Linked DNA regions of Mus musculus: region 1 is linked to region 2. The links are chromatin contacts, called in public HiChIP or PLAC-seq maps. All regions are on one chromosome and are shown on one strand. Each heading gives the region's core, a stretch centred on a gene start, on an enhancer-like site or on the middle of the called end of the contact. The rest is flanking DNA. Distances are from core to core; before and after follow the strand shown.

Region 1 (4,439 bases), core at 844-3,343, 260 kb before region 2:
ACTCTTACCAAAAAAAAAGTGTTGAATTGGGTCTTGCTTACAGTTTCAGAAATTTAACCCATTATCATGTCAGGGAGCATGGCGGTACACAGGCAGACATGATGCTGGAGAAGTAGCTAAGACTTCTAAGTCTGGATTCACAGGCAACAGGGAGAGAGAACTCTTGGGCCTAGCTTGGGCTTCTGAAATCTCAAAGCCCACCCCCAAATGACATACTTCCTTCAGAAAGGCCATACTTTCCCGATAAGGCCACACCTCCTAATCCTTCTAGGGACTGCCATTCCATGATGAACAAGCATTCAAATATGTGAGCCTATGGGGACCATTCCTATTCAAACCACGAGAGAGTGAGAGAGCGAGAGAGAGAGAGAGAGAGAGAGAGAGAGAGAGAGAGAGAGAGAAGGAAGGAGGGAGAGGGAGGGGGAGAGAGGGAGAGAAGGAGAGGGAGGGAGGGAGAGGGAGGGAGAGAGAGAGAGGGAGAGAGGAAGAGGGAGGGAGAGAGACAGAGAGACAGAGAGAGAGAGACAGAGAGACAGAGAGAGAGAGCAGAGGAACAGGGCAGTAGGAGTTCTTTAGAATGTAGACTAGCAGTGGAGAAAGCAACCCTAAGATGGGAGAAAATGACCCTGCACCCTCATCTCTCACACTCAGACAGGATGCTCTGTGGCTGAAAGCTTGGTGGAGGAGGACATGAAAATATTCCACCAGCAAGAGGCAGCCCTGACCTTGATTTTTCAGGACAGGACAGATGGTGACATTTAGAGAAAGAGAAGCAGCTTCATCCTGGGGAGCTACCCACAGCCTGGGCTGTGTGAGGGCCTGAGGAATCTAGCCTTGGGGGCCTCAGACCCCTTCCTCTGCAGTCTCCCTCCCTGAAGCAGGGTCCACTCCCCTCCAATGGGCTTTCTAGGAAGGAGCCTCCCTGTGCCGTGGGGACGAAAACTCTTGGAAGTTAAAGAAAGGTAAAGACAACAGGGGAGCGATGGGTGTTGCTGCTAATACTGAGGGTCATTTTAGATCTTTTGTTTAGTTTTTGTGATGCTGGGGATAGAGCCAGTCCCCGAGACCCCTGAGGCCCATGGAAACATCCACAGAAGCCAGTCTTTGTCTGCCCCACCTGCGTTACCTTTCTTCTCCCTGGAAACAAGAGCCAAGCTTCTGCCTGATCTCTCCTTTCTCCTCTGCCTCCTGAGCAGCCTGGCATTCCTTGTCATGCCGCTCCCCCCCCCATGGCTGTGACACACCCCCTCCTCTGGGGGACTGTAATACACTGTCTTTCCAGAGGAAGCTCATCCCCTGACCTCACTACCCCGAGTCATTAGAAAACTACATTTTAAAACACATTTCCCACTGCCTGTAAACCTAGACATTAATTGTCCTGGCTTCTTTTTTTTTTTTTTTTTTACACTTTGAGTGCAGCGTTGTCTCAGGGAGCTCGGCAGGCCACAGTCTACATAGGACACAGATCATACACCCAGCCTTTGAGGATGGCACGCTCAGTCTCCAGGTTCCTTCTCATCTGCTGGGCTCAGTCTGGGGCCCCTGGTGGTAGGTGCACACAGAGGCAGCCTTAAAAGGTAGGCAGCCTAGGGTGGGGATGTAGATCAGTAGGTAGATAAAAAGTGTGCACAAAGACTTGGATTCCATTCCCAGCACTATATAATTATGATTGCTCATGCCTGTAATCCCAGCACTCGAGAGACAAAATAGCGAGATCAAGACTTCAAGGTATCCTTGGCTACAGAGTGAGTTTGAGCCTACAGGAGACCCTGACTCAACAAACCAACACTGACAGCCCATTCCAATCCCCTGCCTGCTACCCTGGGCCCAGGCAGTGCATGCCAGCCTGCCTCTGCCTATTGTCTAAGAGCTGCACAAATGTAGGACTCTCTCCTCACCTGTGATTGAGCTTGGCACCCATTCCCAGTCAGCTCTTCTCACGGTTCCTAGTTTGTATAGTCTCTGCTTCCTAGCACACTCAGCCTCAGCCTGCCCATGGCACTGCACGCCATGAGGACAGGAGCCAGGAACCCCCAAGAACAGGGCCGCTCCATCCTCCAGGGCTGCATTTCTGTCAGGATTTCTCTGTGACTGGGAACCGGAGCGGCACTGGGTTTGTAGCCACTTGCCGTTGCTATAGCAACCCCTGACTTACACCAGCTACACACTAAAAATAGATCATCTTGCCCCTAATATAGAAAAATGAAGGAAAATGAGAGCAGGCAGGACCCTTCCCATCCAGTTATGCGCTGATGCAGCGGCTGGGTCTCTGTATGCGCGCACCCACTCAAGAGTAGAAAGAACAGGATGGAGGGGACACACTAGAGTGTCCTCAGAACTGCTGTGGCCTGGCTCTTCCCCATGTAGAGGCCTCAGCTGTCCTTTGTTCTGAACTAAAGCATTCAATAGTAAAGCACAGTTTACCCAAGGCGGGTTGTATGTTCCAGACAGCCTCTTCATGTACCCCAGGCTAGCCCTACCCTCACATCCATCTCCTGAGTTCTAGTCTTGCTGACGGGCACCCTCCACCTGGCCTGTTCAGCTTTTCAGTCTTACTTCTTCTGTGGGTTGTGTTTTTTGGAAGGTAGGGCTGCTGTCGTTTGCAGAACAGACAGCGTGAGAGCTCCTAGCGACAGCATCTGAAGTACTGAATTGCTTGGGAACGCTGTGACACAAGTGTTCCCCAGGAGTGAGCCTGGGGAAGGAGAACCTTCAGGTACTTGAAGGACCACCCATCCTCCTGGGGAGGAAGTACTGTGGGAAGACAGACCTCACCACTCTAGGACCAGCTCCTCCCTGGGATAGCAATGGCTCTCGATGCATTCGATCACGTTGTCCGAATCATGAAAGTTCAAAAACATTTCAAAATGCTTGAAGATTGTTCTGGAAGGGGTTGTGCAGGAAAGAATTGGGACCTGTCCCTACGGAGTCCGAATTGTGGCTGTCTGCCTGTCGTATCTGAGACTTGTTGATGGCATTTCCTGTGGTGGAATGAGTCTGTGTCCCCCTGAACAGCTGTCTGCACACAGTGGGTGCACTGTAGCCTTCCTTGTTCTTGGGAGCTGTTTTGTTTGTTTGTTTGTTTGTTTGTTTGTTTTTAAGGTGATGGGAGATGTGTGTGGGGCTTCTCAGAGCCCCTGGCTCTGCCATGGGGCTGAAGTGGTAGTGGACATTTGTGAATATGTAGAGCTATGCTTGGAATGTGGTGACTTGCATGTTAAGACGAGGACCTCTGCCCATAAGCCAGGGACAGCCAGGAGGGGCTGGGGGGCTTGGATTTGGGCCTTTGTGGGAAAGCCCACTGCCAGGAACCAGTGGGGAGACACCCTCCGCTTCTCCCATCCCCCATCTCTTCCTCCTCCTCCTCCTCTTCCTCTCTCCTTTCTCTCCTTCCTCCTCCTCTTCCTTTTCCTTCCTCTCTGTATCCCCCACCTTTATCCTCTTCTCCCTCTTCTCTCCTCTCTTCTCCTCCTTTTCTTCTTCATTCTCTTTCTTCCTCTTCTTTCCCCTCCTGTCCTTCCCCCCTTCCCTCTCCCTTCTCCTCTAACTTCCTTTTTGTGACCAACAGATAAAACTTTTTTTTCATCATCTGGAGCTGCACAGCTTGAGAGAATTAAGCACATGCTCATTATGATGCCAGCTCGCCCCCCACCCCCCATCCCTCTTCCACTCTCAGAATTCATCTTCCCAAACTGCCTTTATCACACAATGATCCTTCCCATCTCTGGCACCCCTCAGTCTACTGTCTCTATGAATCTGATCATTCTGGGGCCCTCACAGAATGAAATTGAGCCGTGTGTTTCTCTCCATCTCTTCTGTCCGATGCCCTTAGGTCCTTGTGGGCCACAGTACATATCTGTGCTGTGTCAGGTCTTCCTGAGCTGTGCTGGGTTTCTCCCATGCTTTTGGAGGCTCCCCCATGCTCTCATACCTTCCACACACCCTTGAAAGGCTGCGTAATATTTTGCCATTTGGAGACCCCTTTTGTACATTCAGTCATGTGTCACAGAATATCTGAGCTGTGTCCCCTGTGACACCAGCCTCCCTCCAGATGTGATGAAGCAGCTGTTGTCCCTGTCCTCTCAGCCTGGGACTGGGCACAGAGCAGCCAGCTCACTTCCTTGCAGTGAGGGCATTAGGTCTCTGCTAATGGTGGGCACCACATCCCCACACAGCCTCGCTCAGCGCCCCCTGGTGGATCTAAGCCAGGGGTGCTGCACTCCTGCCAGCCAGAGACACCACAGCCCACAGGACTCACTGCATACTTAAGTACCTGACCTCAGACAGCCCAACTGAAGGTTCTGGGGCACAGATGGACATAACACCCCCTACAGTCTGGTGTGGAAAGCCGATGTCCAAGCTGCTCTGCTTTGCAGTCCCATGCAACCCTCTGTCACACTGTCTCCTTCAAGACCCTAGCACCTAAGTGTGAGTCAGTA
Region 2 (4,132 bases), core at 1,035-3,534:
GTGACCTCTTCCCCTTCCTCTGTCATTTCCCATGAGCCAGTTCTTTCAGACTAGCCAGGTAAGGTCAGCGGCAGCCAGTGGGGGAAAGGAGACTCTAGCAGTGTTAGACTAGAAACCAACTGTACTTCCTGTCTTTTTTTGTTTTGGTTTTTTGGTTTTTTTGGAGACAGGGTTTCTCTGTGTAGCCCTGGCTGTCCTGGAACTCACTCTGTAGACCAGGCTGGCCTCCAACTCAGAAATCCTCCTGCCTCTGCCTCCCAAGTGCTGGAATTAAAGGCGTGCACCACCACCACCACCCGGCTGTACTTCCTGTCTTGATGTGCAAGCTCTTCCTAAGCACACTCTCTGAGAAAAGTCTGACTTGTCTGGACTCTCTGGTTGGAATGGTGGTCTTTTTCTTTGTCACCTTGAACTTGTTTCTAACATCCAAAGATGTGCCCGACTATGAGGATTCGATAATGATAAGAACTCTTCATCTTGGATGGAGGCAGTTGACTATAATCTGTGGGCTCTGGGATTGGTGGCTAAGGGGCTGAGGACGCACAGGTGGTTTTCTGGGGAGTAGAGGGCAAACCACAAGTGTAGATGTCCCATTGTGCTCATACTATTGGTTTACAAACAATTACACTAGACTTCTGCCAGGGACCTAGCAACAGTCAAGTCATCATCAGCGGGTGGCCTGGCAGCTTGTAAGAGACTCTTACCTCTACTCCCTCACCCCGCTCTTTCTCTCTTCCCATGTGTTCCCTGCTGGCCTCTCTTTCTGTCCTTTGTCTCCACTTCTCTGCCTTGTGGCTCTGTCTGCCTCTACCCCTCCTCCAGGTCCTAGCTCCCCTCGCCTCCTCCTAAATAAACCTCTCTTATACCATGTCTGTCTCGTAGTGTGTTTTCTCAGGGGTACACTTTGGTATGAGACTGCCAGGGACCCCCTACTCCTGCCGCTGCATTATATTCATAACACATACCACGTGACCCCTTGGAAATGTAGCTGCCCTACCTGACCCACTGCTGGCCAAGCTCTTCGAGGCTGTGAATGTGTTCATGCCACCTAGTCCTGGCTGTTCCCTAAAATCTTTTACAAGTCTTCCTCCTGAGAATGCAGGTCCCTGCATCCTCTGGCTCCTCTCTAGGTGAGCAGTCTCAGTTTCCTTATCCCACACCTCAGCATGCAGGACGCTTGCTCTAGGGTGCCCACTGCTCACACACTCCTACTCCCGCTGAGCTCTCCTGTGCAGCCAGCTACCCACCAGTCTTCGCACCGGGATGATGCAAATGCCTTCTAAAGGTCAGCGTACCAGATGAACTCAGGATGGGCCCTTAGTGGGCACTCTGGCTCCTGAGTCCTCTACCCTTCCTGTACTCACCAGCTCCACATTCCAGATCCCATCAAAACACTCCTTAACACCCTCAGCTGGCTCCTCAGTGTCTCCTAAGCTGATTGAGAGTTTGGAGAAAGAAAAAAGCCCATGTATTTGGTTGCGCCACTGCCACTCGGGGAATGAAGCCGGCTGTGCCGCGGGACCCATTCTGGGGTTTTCTTGGAATTGAATGGGGTCATCCAGAGTGATTAAGGCAGGTCATCACATCACCCCGAGGGCCGCCTCCTCTAAACCATCTCTTTCCAGCCTTTCTTTCTGGACTCCAAAAAGAGCCCTGGAGGGTTCGAGAAACTCTGCGATCTTTAGGACCTGGAGGATCAGAGTTGGGGGTCACCCTCCCCGCCCCCAGCAAAGTCAGCACCCGGAACTGCTCTAATAGGAACCAGCCGACTGAGCTCCGGGAGGGCTGCGGGCTGGGTATAGGATTCCTGCAGAGCTCAGTGGGACCTCAAAGGCGCGCGCCCAGCTGGGGGTGGGGTGGTGATGGGTGGAAGGGCGAACCTGACCTCTGGTCTTACCTCCAACCCCCAACGGCCAGGATCCAGCCTGGCCCAAGTAGAATTTGGGGTGTGCTTGTTATTTCCCAGAAAGGGCGTACTCGGGGTTCCGCAGCTTCTGCCCTTCATCGGGGGTCTCCTAAGACTCCAGACTCTTCGGTCCACCTCCTTCTTGCCTTGGGCTCTGGGGACAAGGTCAGCGAGAGTGACAGGGAACAGAATCCAGCCTAGGCAGTTGGAAGGGTCGTACATGAAGCACGTGGAAACGGTCCCCAACGAGGGACCCGGATAGCTTCTAAGTTCTGTTCCCGGAGGACGACCAGGGAGTCTTGGGGTGGGGGTTGGCGCGCGGCCCGAAAAGTGGGAGGGGACAGGTTGGGGGGTGGTCTCTGAGGAGGAGCCAGGCTGGATTGTATTGTTCCGCGCTCCGCTTCTCGGGTTCTTCTACCGGCTTCAGACCTGGTGGGCTCCTCTGCGCAGAAGCGCCCACCCCTCCTGAGCCCCGAGAAGGTTCTGAGTAGGGGAGGTCTCACCTGGGTCCTTGCATCGGAGCTGAGAGAGCGGAGGACACCGGTGGAGAGTCATAATCCTTGTTCCCCGCCGCACCTCGAGCCTTTGCAGGAACGAGGCGCTCTCCCACCCCCCACGATGGCCATTGCCTGGCCGAGCCCGGCCAGGACCACGAGCGGACGCTGGAGCGCCGCTCTCTAGCCGGGCTCAGCGCCTCTTTACCCCAGGCCAGCGATGGGGAGCAGCGGGTCGGCTCTGAGGGTCTGTGCGGACCACCGCGGGGGCATCAACTGGCTGAGCCTGAGCCCCGACGGGCAGCGCCTGCTGACGGGCAGCGAGGACGGCACAGCCCGCCTCTGGAGCACCGTGGACGGCCAGTGCTGCGCGCTCCTTCAAGGTAGATGGGCGCGCGTGCTCGCGACCTTTCCCGCCTCTTCACGCTCACCTGCACCGCACCCAGACCTCACTCTTCCGGGCCCCGCAGCCCCCTTCTGGAAGAGTAGGGCTCTAGCTCCTGCTCATCCAGGAGCTCCCCCAGCCCTTGAGCTCTTGGCGGGAAGCCGTGAGGAGCCCGAGTGTGTGGGTCGCACCAAAGCGCGCACCCCAATGAAAGATCCTTTTGTCAACCAGTCCCATGAAATCCTTACACGGAACCGGTGTTACCATGTTAGGGACTTGCCCAGGGCTGAAGGGCACCCTTGAGACTTGAACCCCCACTCCTCCCCACCCCCAAGCTCCTTGTTGGCCTCATTTCAAGTATGGCCAGAAGAAAGAGGATTGGTTCAAACTTCTGGGGAATAGGGAAGTCTATCTTGCATATTTGAAATGAAACGAGAACTATCATGCACGGAAATGCATAATGTGTCTTTCGTATCCACCTGTTGATTCATATTCTGTTCACTCTGGCCAGCCTTGTCTTGGGTGCTCCCACCCTGCATTATGGGGTGCCCCTGGCCGGCTGCTGGCCTTTGCAGTCGCACATGCGGACTAGAGGAGGCATGCCAAGGTTTTTGCACAGGTACCGCTCCTTATCTTCAGCTTTTCCTCCCTGATCAGCAAATGCTGGGTGGCCTGGCCCAAGCCCTTCCAGTGAAACAGTTACCTTCAAAACTGCTTCATTCCTACGCTATCAGTTTGAAGTGAAAACAGTATAAGGTAGTTCATGGCTCCAAAGGGAGGAACATTGAATTGACAGGTATTTGGGAGCTGGTGTGAAGATGGGGAATTGGCTACAAAGTGGTCCATATTCTAACCTCCACACACAACCAGTGTTCACTGACAGGCCTCACACAGGAGGAGAGCTGTTAGCTTAAGTAAAATATGTTGCTTCCCAAGGAAAGACTGTCTGGGGTTTTCAGGAGTTCGGGTTCTTAGGGCTAGCTCTAAGGATTCTCCCAAGGAGAACCTTAGAATTGGCCGTTTGTTTGATTTTGGTTTCTTTTTCTTTTTCTTTTTTTTTTTTTTTTTTTGGTTTTTCGAGACAGGGTTTCTCTGTGTAGTCCTGGCTGACCTGGAACTCACTTTGTAGACCAGGCTGGCCTCGAACTCACTTTGTAGACCAGGCTGGCCTCGAACTCAGAAATCCACCTGCCTCTGCCTCCCAAGTGCTGGGATTACAGGTGTGCGCCGCCACCGCCCGGCTTGATTTTGGTTTCTTAAGACAGAGTTCCTATCACCCTCAGGTCTCAAACTCACTGTCTTAGCCAGGGTTACCGATGCTACAATTAAGCATCCACAGCCAAATGC

Evidence for each region. HiChIP or PLAC-seq counts read pairs in DNA pulled down with a chosen protein or histone mark.
Region 1: an H3K27ac HiChIP or PLAC-seq map of embryonic stem cells shows a contact between it and region 2, with 3 times the contacts expected there. The contact joins the promoter of 1500035N22Rik here to the promoter of Wdr86 in region 2. A contact is called at or near these places in 4 of 39 promoter capture datasets (hippocampal neurons, neural stem cells, pre-B cells and 1 more), 4 of 115 datasets of contacts at active chromatin or transcription factors (embryonic stem cells and stem cell-derived neural progenitor cells) and 1 of 9 other capture datasets (embryonic stem cells).

Annotation. Positions count from the first base shown.
Region 1 is chr5:24,983,496-24,987,934 of GRCm38.p6, reverse strand. It overlaps 1500035N22Rik (RIKEN cDNA 1500035N22 gene), which reads right to left and starts at 2,093. Exons shown (of 2, transcript NR_166410.1): 1 at 1,899-2,093. The region is part of intron 3 of Prkag2 (protein kinase, AMP-activated, gamma 2 non-catalytic subunit); the gene reads left to right.
Region 2 is chr5:24,728,832-24,732,963 of GRCm38.p6, reverse strand. It overlaps Wdr86 (WD repeat domain 86), which reads left to right and starts at 2,284. Exons shown (of 6, transcript NM_001081441.1): 1 at 2,284-2,783. The coding sequence starts at 2,621. It overlaps Gm42231 (a long non-coding RNA gene), which reads right to left and starts at 1,974. Exons shown (of 2, transcript XR_880885.3): 1 at 1,898-1,974. RefSeq lists an enhancer at 1,121-2,410.